3 separate regions of the Mus musculus genome follow, and all the other regions are linked to region 3. A link is a contact called in public Hi-C and HiChIP or PLAC-seq data. All regions are on one chromosome and are shown on one strand. Each heading gives the region's core, a stretch centred on a gene start, on an enhancer-like site or on the middle of the called end of the contact. The rest is flanking DNA. Distances are from core to core; before and after follow the strand shown. Region 1 has its middle 64 kb from the start of Ext1. Region 2 overlaps Gm41323 (a long non-coding RNA gene). Region 3 overlaps Ext1 (exostosin glycosyltransferase 1).

Region 1 (4,847 bases), core at 169-2,668, 300 kb after region 3:
TGTGATCCTGGGTGTATTAGATTGACTGGAATTTGAGCCTTCTCTGGGTGCTGTGAGACTGGCTGTAGAGTTCACTCCCAAGGTAAATCTGCACAGACCAGATGGAACCCATGGCACTGGTCGGTTGGGGTTCCTGATCCTGGATCCTGTTGGTTCCAGTTAGTCCTGGTTGTTTTGGAACAGATGTTGTGTCCTACTCACCCCGATCCTACAATCCTGGGAGTGCTAGAACGCCTGGTAGTGGAGCCTCCTCTGGGTGCTGTGGAGGCATTTTCTTAATTAGTGATTGATGGAAGAATGCCCAGCCCATTGTAGGTGGGGTCACCCTTGAGTTAGTGGTCCTGTATTTTATAGGAAAGCAGGTTAAGCAAGCCACAAGGAGCAAGCCAGTGAGCAGCTCCTCTCTGTGACTTCTGCATCAGGTCTTGCCTCCAGGATCCTGTCCTTTTTGAGTTCCTGTCCTGGCTTCTTTCAATGATGGACTACAGAGTTCAAGTATAAACTACATAAACCCTTCCCTCTCTGATTTGTTTTTCGACTCTTGTGTTTTATCCAACATAGAAATTCTAACTAAAACAGTCATACAACTAAGGTCCTCATGTTCCAGAAATAAACTGCCACCCCATGACCATCTATGCCCAGGTATGCCACTATCCACAGTAGGCCAGCCTCTTCCACATCAATTATTAATCAAGAAAATACCTTTCACACTTGCCTATAGGCTAATCTTATACAGGCACTTAATCAGTTATGATCCCATTTTCCAAGATATGTCTAAGTTTGTGTCAAATTCACGGAAACTAATCAGTGTACTTGGTATGATCATCAGAATGAGAATGGTCCTCATAGGACTATTTATTTGAGTAGTTAGTCTCCAGTTAGTGGAACTCTTTGGGAAGGATAGGGAAGTGTGGCCTTGTTGGAAGAAGTAGGTTACTAGGGATGTGCTTTGAAGTTTCAAAAGCCCATACCATTTTCAATTAGCTTTCCCTGCCTCATACTTGTGTATCAAGATGCAGGCTTTCAGCTACTGCTTCAACAACATTCCTGTCCTGCTGTCGTGCTTCATATCCTCAACATGAACATCATGGACTCTAACCCTCAGAAACTGTAAGCCCCAAATGAACCCTTTCTTCTATAAGTTACCTTGGTCATGGTGTCTTATCATAGCAATGGAAAGGTAATGAAAGCATCTGGCCTCTTTGTTCTTCCAAAGGTGTCTACCTAGACATCTTTCCAAAAGATTCTCCTTAAGCTGCTAGAGCTGCTTTGCCTGTTCACACAGAGGTGGATATGCATGGGAACTCATTCACCTCCAGAGCAATGGAACAGACACAGTGGTCCTATCTGGGGAATACTGAACTCTGGCCTCAAACCTGATGGTGTCTTATACAAGTCTTCTTAAAGGGTCACCCCTTGCTCAGTGTTTAACACTTCCCCTATTTTACTTCCTCTTTCTTTACTGAGCTGCCCTTAATAAATGATCTATATCAATTCCTTGTCTATTAGTCTTCCTTTAAAGAATCTAATGTAAGAAATGAACACAACATAGTGCCCAGAACAGTATTAGCATTCAATAAACATGAGTCTTTATTATGGCCATAGCTTTTCTTAGGTTTCTCATCCATTTGGGGGCACATTTTTACAGAAATTTTGCCCCCTTTTTTTGTTTTGTTTTGTTTTCTGTTTTATCTTTGCATCAGTTTTGGGAAACAATTAGTTGAATACCATGTTTAGTATTGTAGAATGGTATATGTCCAGTCTGAGTACACTATATGATCTTCCATATATTTAGAAAGCATAGATCTAGATTATTTGCAACACAGTCTTAGCAGAAAGAATAAAAATATAAAGAACAATTAACATCTTGGAGTCATTATAGAAGAGACAAAATATAGATTAAGATTTTGAAGCCTTAAAACTAACAGCAAGTATTTGAGGTGTCAGCGGAGTCTGGGGAAACTGAACAGAGACAGACCCTTCTCCACAGCCCTGAATGTCAACTCTGAGAAGTCTGGTTGATACTTTCTCAAAGATCGACCCAAGGGCAAATGATTACTACTTGGCACCAACTGGGACATAAAGACCATGCTGAATTTTTGTTTTTTTGTTTTTGTTTGTTTGTTTGTTTTTGTTTTGTTTTGTTTTTTAGCTTAGAAGAAGAAATATAACAGAGCAGAAAGCATTTGGAAAATATCAGGGAGATGGCCAAATAATTGGCAAACAGAACCTCTGGGAGAACTTAAATGAGTTTGTGTTGTTTACCTAGAGAAAGAAAGGTCAAAGGTCTACTTAATACTTGTCTCCAAGAATTTAAAATTAGGAGCAGAAATCCTTAGGAAAACAAAATGAGACAGCCCCACCTCCTAACTTCTTACCTAGCCTAGGTAAAAGTTTTAAAATTTAGTATTGGAATAAGAATTTGAGACTTAAAATAACAAGAATTTCTTGATTTAGGAGTAATTAAGACTTGGAAAAGTGCACCGCTGGTAGTGGATTTCTGTTCTGCTATAAAGCAGGGCATAGCTCCATTCATTATCAAAACCAGATTTTTTAAATGGTAGCTGAAAATCTATGAAGGGTCACATAATGAATGTGACTACATTTGACTTCGATCTTGCCAAGTGCAGCTGCTATCTAGAGCCACCAGTGATTAAAAAGCCTCCTACCTTAGGCAGGCTGACAGGATTGGTAAGGGAGTCTAACAGGTCACTCCTCCTTTTCCTTAATGCGTTATATTAGTCATTCTTCACTATATAACTAAACATGACAAAAGTCCATAGTGTAAAATATTTCCTCACATCATCTTTTGTACCTAGTCTAAAGCTTTACCTGCTAGTTTGGTATAGCTTCATAAATATGCAGAAAAATCTTAGTAAACAAGAATCATTTACTTATGGAAACCAGTCTTATTTTTACTTATTTTTCCTGTAGGAGACTGTTTTTGCCCCCATAGGAAGCTTTTCTTTATCAATGAGATGATAATCTATGCACTGGAGAGAATCAAAAATAGCACAAATGAATGTTCAGTGAAAAGGTTTTTTTTTTTTTATTCTGAAATTTTAATGTACTTTTTTTTTTAAGATTTGTTTATTTAAAGTATGTGAGTACATTGTAACTATCCTCAGACACAATAGAAGAGGGTATCAGATCTGATTACAGATGGTTGTGAGCCACCATGTGGTTGCCTGGAATTGAACTCAGGCCCTCTGGAAGAGCAGTCAGTGCTCTTAACTGCTGAGTCATCTCTCCAGACCCTTAATGTACTTTTTTGTTGATGAATTTCATACGTGCTTCTAATGTGTTGTGATCAAACCCAGATCACTCCCTTTCTTCTTATTCACCATATCACTTCATACTTTTCCCTCCTAAATTCATGTTAATTATATATAAGTTTGTGTGTGTGCGCATGCGTGTATAATATGCACCGAATTTACTTAGTGTTCTTTGTATGTGCGTGGGTTTAGGACCATCGACTAGAACATGGAACCTCATCCCTGAAAAACACTGATTTTCCTTCCCTTAGTAGCTACCAATTGCCAATAGCTCTTCAACTAGGGATAGGACTTCATGAGACCCACCCCAACCCATACTGAAATTTGTGGCTGCCTTGATCTTGTGAAGTTCTGTGCATTCAGCTTCAGGCACTGTGAGCTCATGTGTGTATGCCCTGTAATGTGTGGTAAATACTGTTTTGCTGGAGATGTCCACCCACAACATCTGGCTCTTACAACCATTTGGTCCTCTCTTCCCCAAACTTTGAGCCTTGGAGAGGGGTCTGTGATGTAGATGTCTTATTTAATGCTGAGTACTTCCACAGTCTCTTTTTCTCTGTACACCATGCAGAGTCTTTGTTTTAATTGTTATCTACTACAAGAATAATTGTCTCTGATGAAGGTTGAGAGGCGTATTTATCTGTGTGTATAAAGTTAAGAGCATGGGGGTCAGATTATTCCTAACTTGATTTAACACAGTATTAAGCATTAAGCTCTCCCCTGGGGTGTATGATCTAGCTAGCTATAGTTTTTGGCCTAGTTAATGCTCTCAAGAATGGATTTCATTTCAAAAACCTGCCTTAAATCCAACCAGGAAGTGGTTGGTTACTTCCATAACGCTCTTGTCATTTTTGCTTCATTGAACATATCTTGACAGGCAAGGTGATATATCTCACAAATGGGTAAAATTGTTGATTACTTTTCTACTCTCTGTGCATAGAGCTTTCCAGCACTAGGAAAGTTAGCCAGTGATGATAAAGCCAGGTCAGTCTCAGCTTGATTTCTCTATGTGCCATGATTGAAGGATGTGGTGTCTTTGGCAATAGGGTATCACCATTAAGTTCTGAAGGGTTACCTAGAGATATGGTAATATTTTGTAATGTTTTTGGATTCCATTGACCAACAACCAGAAAAGACATACATATACCTGGCACTGTATATTTGGTGGTGTATAGTTTCTGGGAGACATATTGTCTTCCATTATGGGGTAAGTGGATCAAGCACCTCAACATAAAACCACATACATTGAATCTAATAGAAGAGAAAGTGAGAAAGAGCCTTAAACTCATTGGCACAGGGGGGAAATTTCCTAAACAGAACTCGAATGTTCTAAAATCAAGAATTGATAAATGGGACCTCATGAAACTGGAAAGCTTCTATAAGGCAAAGGATATAGTCACTAAGACAAATTGACAAGCTACAGACTGGGAAAAAACTTCACTAACCCCACATCTGATAGAGGGCTAATATCCAAAATATATAAAGAACTCAAGAAGCTAATCACCAAAAAACCAAACAACCCAATCAAAAACTGAGGTATAGAACTAAATCGAGATGTTGAAACTGAGGAAT
Region 2 (4,335 bases), core at 708-3,207, 360 kb before region 3:
TCCAACGCAGCAGTCTCAATGAAACCAGGCACCGTGCTATGTGTGTTAATTTCCTCTAATAGAAGGTTCATCAAATCATCAACCATCTAGCAATCTTCACGTTACTCAAAAGATTTCTATACTTGTAACTTTTGCATTTGGGGTAGAAGCTGAGAAAACTCACTTCAGAGACAGAAGTTTAAAAATGAAAGCTTTATTTTCTGCACATTCGAAAGGGTGCCAGTTTGGAATCTGAACTGACTCCCCAAAGGGAGATTGTACAACAATTTTATGGGATGACAACACAAAGCAAGGGGGAGGAGGGAGGGCTGTTGCCTTGACCAATCATATTTCAACACAAGGCATTAAGCAGGGAAGTTAAAGTTGGTGACTGGGACGTATCCAGGTCTCCAAGTTTCAGGATCCTTGAGTCACCTTTTGCAGTCAGGTCCCTTCCTGGACTCTGACCTAGAATTTATAATGATATAGGAACAAAGGAGTGGGCAAGCAGCACGTGGTCAATTAAGTCAAGACAGGCGATGCATTTATGACTTGTGTGCTTGTAATTTAGACAACAAGATAACAGCAACTTTCATTTTTACATCCTTTCCTGGTTAGCAGAAAAACATGAAACATCTGAAGAAGCAGGATAGTAGTTGGGTTCCAGGACCTGAGAACATGAACTCAGGTTTGACCCTGTCAACAAGGTAGAACTTGTTTCTGAGATGGCTGGACTCAGAAAACTGTCTCCAAACAGTAACTAATAAGCCAAATGGGTGGAGAGCATCATACAGGTGAACTGGTATGATAGAGCATAAAGATCAAATCATTAATTACTCCTCACATTCCTGCGTGGTATTATCCTCAATTATTAGATGAGAAAGTTTAGGGTCAAACAGGCTAAGTAACTTGTATATCAATAAGGTATAAGGCTACCTATAAGATATAAGGGTACCTAACTGTAGGGGATAAAATCACTTAAGGATTCTAGAATTCTAGGTCACAGGGTTAGGTTAAGAGCTCGCCAATAATATTTATATCAAGGACCTTAGCTCTACTCATTCTCCCGCTTATGTCTCCATAGTGTGCTGGCTCTTTGTCTATAGGCTTCTAGTCTCACACACCATGAGGGCTGTAGCAGCCCCAACTATCATTTGTTTATCCATTAGAACTAAAGGGAAGGAAAAAGAGAGTAGAATTTTCTTTTGCTGCAGTTTCTCTTTTTATTAAGAAAGGAATTTTTATCCAAGTCCACCAAAGAAACAAACTATTTGACAGACACAAACCACACCAAAAGCCATGGGAGTGTGGCTGCATGGATGTCTCAGCATTGCTGTTGGAGATTGTCCTGCCAAGAAGGAAGAAGGAATGGAGCAAGTGATGGAAAAAGAAACCAACAACAAACCAGTCAGATCAATGACAGTGAGGTCCAGCTCATGCGCCAGACTTAGCGATTGACAGGGCTGAGTCTTGTATCTTAAAGGAGGTGATTTTAGCTCAAAACCAATGGGGTAGCTATTCTTGTGGTAGTTGTAACCAACAGTTTTTAACTTCAGTACTTTGTTCTTAGAGGAGCTGAGGAGTCACTCTGTGGGTCAAGGGCTGCCTGGAAAGAATGGCTGTGTGTCTGGGAACTGACTCTCTCATCTGGAGTAAAACAGATTTCCCAGTGAGATTTTCTGCCCCACAGTCTAAGTCACCCACTGTCCTTGTTAGGGTTTCCATTGCTGTGAAGAGACACTGTGAGCAAGGAAACGTTCCTAAAGAACAACATTTAATTGGGGCTGGCTTACAGTTGCAGAGGTTCAGTCCATTATCATCATGGTGGGAAGCATGGCAACATCCAGGCAGACATGGTGCTGGAGAAGGAGCTGAGAGTTCTACATCTTGATCTGAAGGCAGGCAGGAGGACACCCTCTTCTACACTGTGTGGAACTTGAGCACAGGAGGAAACCTCAAAGCCCACCTCTACATTGGCACACTTCCTCCAACAAGGCCACACCTCCTCCAACAAGGCCACACTCCTAATACTGCTACTTCCATGACCCAAGCATATTCAAACCATCACAGCCACATAATCTGCAAGTTGACTGCTTGTTTGTTTGTTTGATTGATTGATTGACTGTTTTGTGTTTTGTTCCTGCTTCTAGGCCAAAAAGACCTTCCCTAGCCCACCAGGACTTTCATCACCCAATAGCAGAACATTATTGAGTTGTTCAGATAGATAGAAGGACAGTCTTCTGCTGTCTGACGCTGCCTCCACCTCCTCTCATGCTTGTTGGGTGCAGCTGCATGGTGGTTTATACTGTTAAATTCTGTGGCTTTGACAGCAGATCAAAAAAAAAATGGTAATAGGTCGGCTTATTTTGAGTGCAGTCAGAGGTTATGAGAGGGCAGCCCACAGACCAACACCCTTATCCCCACAGGAAGTACATTAGCAGCGTTGACTCTCAGGCCATACCCTAGAGTGTGCTGAAGAAGAAGATTGCATTTTAACAAGATCTATAAGACTTCCATCTGCAAACTTATCTCATTTACATAAGACAGTTTTCTATCTAATCTCTGGCCCAGCCTAACTATTTAGACCACTATCTGTTTTGTTTGTTTGTTTGTTTGGTTGGTTGGTTTGGGTTGGTTTGGGTTGGTTTGGGTTGGTTTGGTTTTTAGAGGTTTCTCTGTAGTCTTGGAATTGACTATGTAAACCAGGCTGGCCTTGAACTTACAAAAATCTACCTGATTCTGCCTTCCAAGTGCTAGGATTAAAGACTTGTGTCCCCACAGCCTGGCTAAACATGTATTTTAGATTTTTGGGGGGGTGGGGGGGTCATAGATCACTATCCTTAAATTTAGTATAAACTTCCAGTTGGCATATACTTGTTATATATTCCATTATATAGAATTCCTTTATATGCAGTGCTGCCGTAGCCCTGTATTTACACTTCTTTCTAGGCCTGGTTTGTGAGGGCTCCCCTGTGGTGAGCTCTATCAGCTGGCACAGCCTCTCAGGAGCTGATTCTTTATGGTCTTCCTAGATCTTCTTTCAGAGATGCCCCTTAGCAGCATGTGTCAGGCACTGTGGGAAAGCTAACAACATCTCGATAGGAAAATGCTATAGATCAGTGTTGTGTTCCCAGAGAACTAGCATACACAGGTAACCTGTGTAAGTCAGGCATGCTGGATCTTGGCACAGTAACTTTACATAAGTATGCGAAGGCACTGGCATTTTCAATGTACTAATTCTTCATGCAATGGACTGGTTGTTCCTGTTTATTCTCTCCTTGGTCAAAATGCACAGATGATACCACCCGGAAATCTCACTGAAATACTGTATCTACAATGTAATGTTACAAAGAGTAATTGAGCTATCTATTAAAATGTTCTTTTAGGGCTGAGGTTTACCTCCAACGTGATGAAATTTTTCTAGCCTGCCTAAAGCTCTGGGTTTAATCTCCAGAAACTCTTCGCTCTCCCCCCCTCTCCCTCTCCCTCTTGGTCTATCGCTATCACTCTTTCTTGCCTTCTCTCCCTCTTATAAAATGACACCTAGAATTTGTTGTTGTTGTTGTTGTTGTTTTAGGAGTCCTTATTTTAAAACTATTTCCCTGTTACTGTGCAGTTGGTTTTTTAGGATCTCCTCAAACACAGCTGCTGCACTGACTCAGCAGGTAAAGGTCTGCATTGAAAGACTCCTGACTTGTGGTCAGTCCCTTAGACCCATGTGGTAAAAGGACAGGATTAAATCAACCCCTGCAAGCTACTCCTCTGCGTTCTCTCTCTCTCTCTCTCTCTCTCTCTCTCTCTCTCTCTCTCTCTCTCTCTCCCTCCCTCCCTCCCTCCCTCTCTCCCTCCCTCTCCCTCTCACGCACATGCACAGACACATGTGTGCACACGAACTAGGACATGAAACCGTGAGCATAGCATCCCAGCTTTTATCTCAGTTGTATATCATCATTATTAGGAAGCTGAACAGTCAATAGCAGAACATAGTTATGTGGCCCAATTTCCAAATCCTTGGCTTCTCCATCAGCTGCACTGCAAAGCTGCAGGTTGTCAGCTTCCCAGGATAGCTTCTCCAGCTGAAATCAGTAGTGCTCTCTCAAAGCCTGTGGCTCAGGTCTTCTAAGTACATCGTCAGCTTTCAAATAGGTCTGGGAAATTGCATGTCTCCCATTAATAACCCACAAAAGCAATACACAAATAGAATTGCAGAGGGAAATAAGTGGCTTGTTGGATGCCTCTTTGGAGAGGCTGGTGAGTAAGTTATCTCAGCTGTGCTTAACTGGTGGAATTAGATTGGATCAGGTCAACAGGTCCTTGTTGAATTAAAAACCATGGAGATTTCCATTCCAGTGTATA
Region 3 (4,733 bases), core at 309-2,808:
TAATATAGTTCCTTATGTTGTGGTGACCCTAAACATAAAGTTATTTCATTGCTACTTCATAACTGTAATTTTGCTACTGTTGTAAATTATAATGCAAGTATATTATATGTGACCTCCGAAGGGTTTGAGGCCCACAGGTTGAGAAACACTGGTCTAGACTATGGAAAAAACACTTCTGATACAACAATAAGAGAATCCAATGTAAACATGGGCTAACAATTTGAACTGATATTTTTCCCAAAGAAAATGAATAAAGCACCAAGAAGAACACAGGAAGATACTGAGTATCGTTAGTCATTGAAGGAACGGAAATCAACCCAAAACACAAGGAGGTGCCACTTGCTCCCTGCAGGACAGTGTATGATCTAAGAGGACACATGAGAACAAGCACAGATAGAAACATGGAAAACAAGAAAAACAAGAGCTCTTCCTTGGGGGCTACAATGAGAGGAAAATGGTAAGGCTGTTTTGGGGACAATCTGGCAGTTCCTTCTCAAACTAAAAATGGACTTTTCATATGACCCAGCACTGTACTTAGGCATTTATCCCAGAGAAATGAAGGCATTTTTACATAGGAGAACTGTCCACAAATGTATACACTGGATACCCTTCCAAGTATGAATGAGGCAAGATTGTGGTATACACATAGCCTAGATCACTTCTCAGATGAATAAAACATAATGAAGTAAAAGAACACGGATCAAACTACTTAAGTACACAAGGACCTCGAGGATGCTAATGCCGAGTCCAAAGCCACCCTCTAAAGGGTACACACTACATTGCTCCATTTTCATAACACTTGTGACAGCATATAACGACGGGGCCGGAGAACGGAGTAGTCGCTACCATTGGTTAGAGGTGGGGGAGACAGACTTTATAGGTCAAGTGGGGAGACAATCTTCTAAAGTAGACCAGTTCATCTTATTAAGTCAGGAGATGTAAGACATGCTATAATCACATACAACTTAAAACACACACACACACACACACACACACACACACACAGTGAGACAGGAGAGGTATCAACTGCTTTCAGAGAATTTGCAGCTTCAGCTGGTAAACCAGTTGTCTCCCCTTTGTGGCATTACAGTCCACACTCCAGAGGTAATGATGCAGGAGATAGAAGAGCCTTTCTAAGTGGCTCCACAGAAAATGTGCAATAAAAACGACATGACCCTGACTTTAACCTGGAAGCCAGTACCATGCAATAGGTATAATAGTTTTCTTCCTAGAGTTGTACTGAATAAGGTACAGAATATAACCCCATTTCAGATATGCTATGGAATGTTATTTGAAGTCTTCCCTCACCACATAAGATGACTCACTAATAGTGAGTCAGTGTGACTAGGCAAGGGAGACAGAGTGGTTCATACCATTCCACCAAGTGTTGTCCCTGCCACTTGTATCACCTGTGGTACCAGGGAACTGCACAGATCTCAGGATCACCCAGGCCTGCTGAATCCAGAACTCTTGGGAAAGAGCCTTGGATTCTATGTGAGTCCATTGTAATGCCCAGTACATTTTGTGCAGCAGGGAACTGGTAGCTAAAAACTTAGTAAACAAGAGCTCAGTGGTCAAGCAGCCAAACCTGGGTTCACAGTCTATGCTTACCATCCACAAACTGGGCAATCTTGGGAAATACTAATTTGTCTGGGCTTAGTTTCCTGGTTCATCCAAAGGGGTTGATCCTTCTACTGACCTGACCAAATGATACATTCTTTTCTTTTTCTTTTTAATTTCTTTTCTCCCTAGACAGGGTTTCTCTGTGTAGCCCTGGCTGTCCTGGAACTCACTTTGTAGACCAGGCTGGCCTTGAACTCAGAAATCCGCCTGCCTCTGTCTCCCGAGTACTGGGATTAAAGGTGTGCACCACCACGCCCGGCTTCCAAACGATACATTTTAATTAAAGTACAGCACCTTATGAGCATTTCTGCAAAAGATAGCTGTAATCACTTCAGCTGAAGGGAGCCAGCAGATTATCAGAAACACAGGCAGCTGTCAATGAGGAGACCTGGGCTGAAGAATCTGGAGTGTGGCTCTCCTGCGAGACCCCCATGCACATCTCTTAGCTTCTGTCAGTCTCAAAGCTGTGAAGCTCAAATGAAATTATGTACATGCAGTATAATCAGGAAAGTAGTATGCAATTGCAGGTTATTATGGCAAATTATATCAGAAGGAATGGAATAAACATTTTTTAAAAACTACCAACAATGAAAAAAACAAAAAAACAGTTTTGCAAAGACAGCCAAGAGACAAACGAGGAGCAGACCCGTTAAAAGAAAATGAAAGCAGAAGCCGCAGCTCCCCACACAGCAGCAGTGTGTAGTTTAAAAGCTTTCTCCTCATCAGAAGCTGTACAAGGAAGGAAGCCGCTGCTGTGGCTTGCTGTCTTCCCAGGGTTCCCACAGATCCTCTCTCACAAGCACGTTGGCCAAATGATCCTGCTTTTTCGCTAGCCACAGTGGACAGGCAAGAAGCCAGCAATGAGCCTCTAATCTTCAGACTCACACAATTCCAGGCTGCCTGAGGTGATAGTTTGTCTCGAGTATTTACTTATGAACTGGGTGAACATCACAGCTGCTCTTTTTCTGCCAGCCCCGTCCCTTCTAAGTAATGATTCTTCTCTGTTTATACCCAGATTTGAGTCACATCTCTTATGAAAAAAAATCAGAAAGCTAATACTTGGGGTGGCTGAAGTTCCAGAGTGCCCTGTGATGAGGAAAAGGAAATACAGACTAGTGCATCTCTGTTCTTGGATGAGTGTGTGAGTGCGTGTGTGCCATCCACATGTTAGGTCCGTCTTAAGAAGATCGTGGTCCAGTGAAAACACTGTGAAGTTGTCAGATGTTCATATGGAAGCGGGGGGGGGGGGGCAGGGAAGATAAGGCATGGGTGGCTACAGAAGGCATTGGTGAGGAAGATGAGAACAGGGATGTGTATCTCGAAGATTTCCAGGACTCTTTGCTAAGCACTGATGACGGAGCAAGAGCTACAAACACTGGAAGATGGGCATTTCTAGGCTAATGGTAGTCCATCAGGATCAAAGGGTCCATGGGGAGGGAAAACACCCAATTTGGAGTGGGTCAGGAATGGTTAAAGAGCTCAGGGCAGGGGGAGGGGGTTAAGGAGATGATAAGCTTGCTACCTCCTGGAGCTCAGACATTATTCCATGAGAGTGAATCTGAGTCACTGAAGAACTCAAGCGAAAGAATGACAGGATCCCAGAAGTATCCCACCAACCATACAGCTCAACTTCATGGGCAGAGGTGAAATGCTGAAAATGTAAGAAGGCCCCAACTCTTTTCTTTAAACAATGCTGCTTCTGGTCAGCCCACATGGCGTCATATGTCTGAAGACATACAATTCTCATTAAGAAAATTAGTGAGCAGTTCATCTCTGACCTCTTCAACGTGCAACTGCCCTTTGTAGGACTCTCTCCTCAAAACTTCCCTCCAGGTGACTTGTGTGTGTGTGTGGGGGGGGGGGGCATCCTCTGTTGTTTTCTAAGCCTGTTTCCGATACCCTTTCCTAAGTCCAGATAAAATGTTTAAAATTTCAATTACTTTTGAGAAAAGAAATCTTAAAGGTCAGGACATGGGATCGCACAAAATTGATCCGTGGCACTGACTGAACTGAGAAACGTGAATTGGGAGTTGGAAAATGGTTCCAGCTGGCCACTGTACTGTCTGGGTTCTTTTGACAACATGGCACAGAGAAGTATGGGTCCCAGGGGTCATGGAGGATCTGTTGGACTTGTGGGAATTGCTGGCTGATACACACCCACAAGTGTGCACAAAGCTGAGCTGCTTCATACACGTCAATCAGTTCTTCAAATACGTGGAACTGCACTCTGAATGTGATCGATCAGAGTGGCGACAGTCTTAGGGAAAGCCAGCAACTCCCCTGCAGTAAAGGTTGCTACTTAAAGGTGGTGCAATTCCTTGCCCTGAATATTCAACAGGCAACCAACCCACCAGTCACAAGCTATATCAAAGGTATCACTTCCTTTGTGATCTCGGTGTGATGTTGCCAATTCTAGGCTCTCCATTGCAGACAGGATGTTTGTACAAAACCAAGGGCAGACAACTTACATGCATTCTTTCATACTTCCTGGCTTCAAACAGAAGACAATTTTCATTCTATGCCAACTTAAAATCTTTCACTACAGGAACAGGAGGAGGGAGGTGGCATGCTGTGGGTGAAGGTCCCAGTGAGAGGTACTTAATTCTCATGTGTATCACCATGGGCATAGGTTTGATACATCACTACATAACATATATTGACACCTGACTTCCACCACAGGGGAAAGAGATGACTGCCATCAAATATGCTCTTAAACACATTGGGTCATAGCCCCTGTTGACTCTAATCTTTCCCATTGCATCTTTATCTTGAATGATCACTGGCAGTTCAGAACTGTAATGTGGTAATCAGTACTCACATATATTAATAGATATAGCATGTACTGAGTATATATTGTATTATGTTTATATATATCTCAAAGAGGTAGAAAACCATCATGGTGGAACATGCCTTTAATCCCAGCACTTGGGAGGCAGAAGCAGATGGATCTACATTGTGGGTTCCAGAATAGTAAGGACTACATAAAGAGACCTTGTCTCAAAAATACCATCCTTGCTACTGCTCATTAAATAGCAGCTTATTGGCTAATACACAAAGACATGAATAAACACGATGACTGTTAATAACTATACTACTAATAATTTTACTGA

The links. A called contact is a pair of places that touch in the nucleus more often than the background predicts. HiChIP or PLAC-seq counts read pairs in DNA pulled down with a chosen protein or histone mark.
Region 1: an H3K4me3 HiChIP or PLAC-seq map of bone marrow-derived macrophages shows a contact between it and region 3, with 4 times the contacts expected there. The contact joins two enhancer-like sites. A contact is called at or near these places in 2 of 484 Hi-C or Micro-C datasets (centrocytes and nephron progenitors), 2 of 115 datasets of contacts at active chromatin or transcription factors (bone marrow-derived macrophages and microglia) and 2 of 9 other capture datasets (embryonic stem cells and liver).
Region 2: a contact with region 3 is called in a Hi-C map of CD8 T cells, with 2.4 times the contacts expected there. The contact joins two enhancer-like sites. A contact is called at or near these places in 1 of 484 Hi-C or Micro-C datasets (CD8 T cells) and 1 of 115 datasets of contacts at active chromatin or transcription factors (memory CD8 T cells).

What each region holds. Positions count from the first base shown.
Region 1 is chr15:53,407,978-53,412,824 of GRCm38.p6, forward strand. It overlaps a transcript of Samd12 not described here. Among named protein-coding and RNA genes, the nearest start is that of Ext1, 64 kb to the left of the region's middle. Within about 2 kb of position 1,419, at least 19 of the 459 cell types and tissues checked have an H3K27ac peak or open chromatin away from gene starts, as enhancers often do. A contact at or near this core is called in bone marrow-derived macrophages, where this site is marked.
Region 2 is chr15:52,751,529-52,755,863 of GRCm38.p6, forward strand. The region is part of intron 3 of Gm41323 (a long non-coding RNA gene); the gene reads right to left. Among named protein-coding and RNA genes, the nearest start is that of Gm34794, 33 kb to the right of the region's middle. Within about 2 kb of position 1,958, at least 56 of the 459 cell types and tissues checked have an H3K27ac peak or open chromatin away from gene starts, as enhancers often do. A contact at or near this core is called in CD8 T cells and memory CD8 T cells, where this site is marked.
Region 3 is chr15:53,111,588-53,116,320 of GRCm38.p6, forward strand. All of the region lies in intron 1 of Ext1 (exostosin glycosyltransferase 1), which reads right to left. Among named protein-coding and RNA genes, the nearest start is that of Gm41323, 180 kb to the left of the region's middle. Within about 2 kb of position 1,559, at least 126 of the 459 cell types and tissues checked have an H3K27ac peak or open chromatin away from gene starts, as enhancers often do. A contact at or near this core is called in CD8 T cells, bone marrow-derived macrophages and memory CD8 T cells, where this site is marked.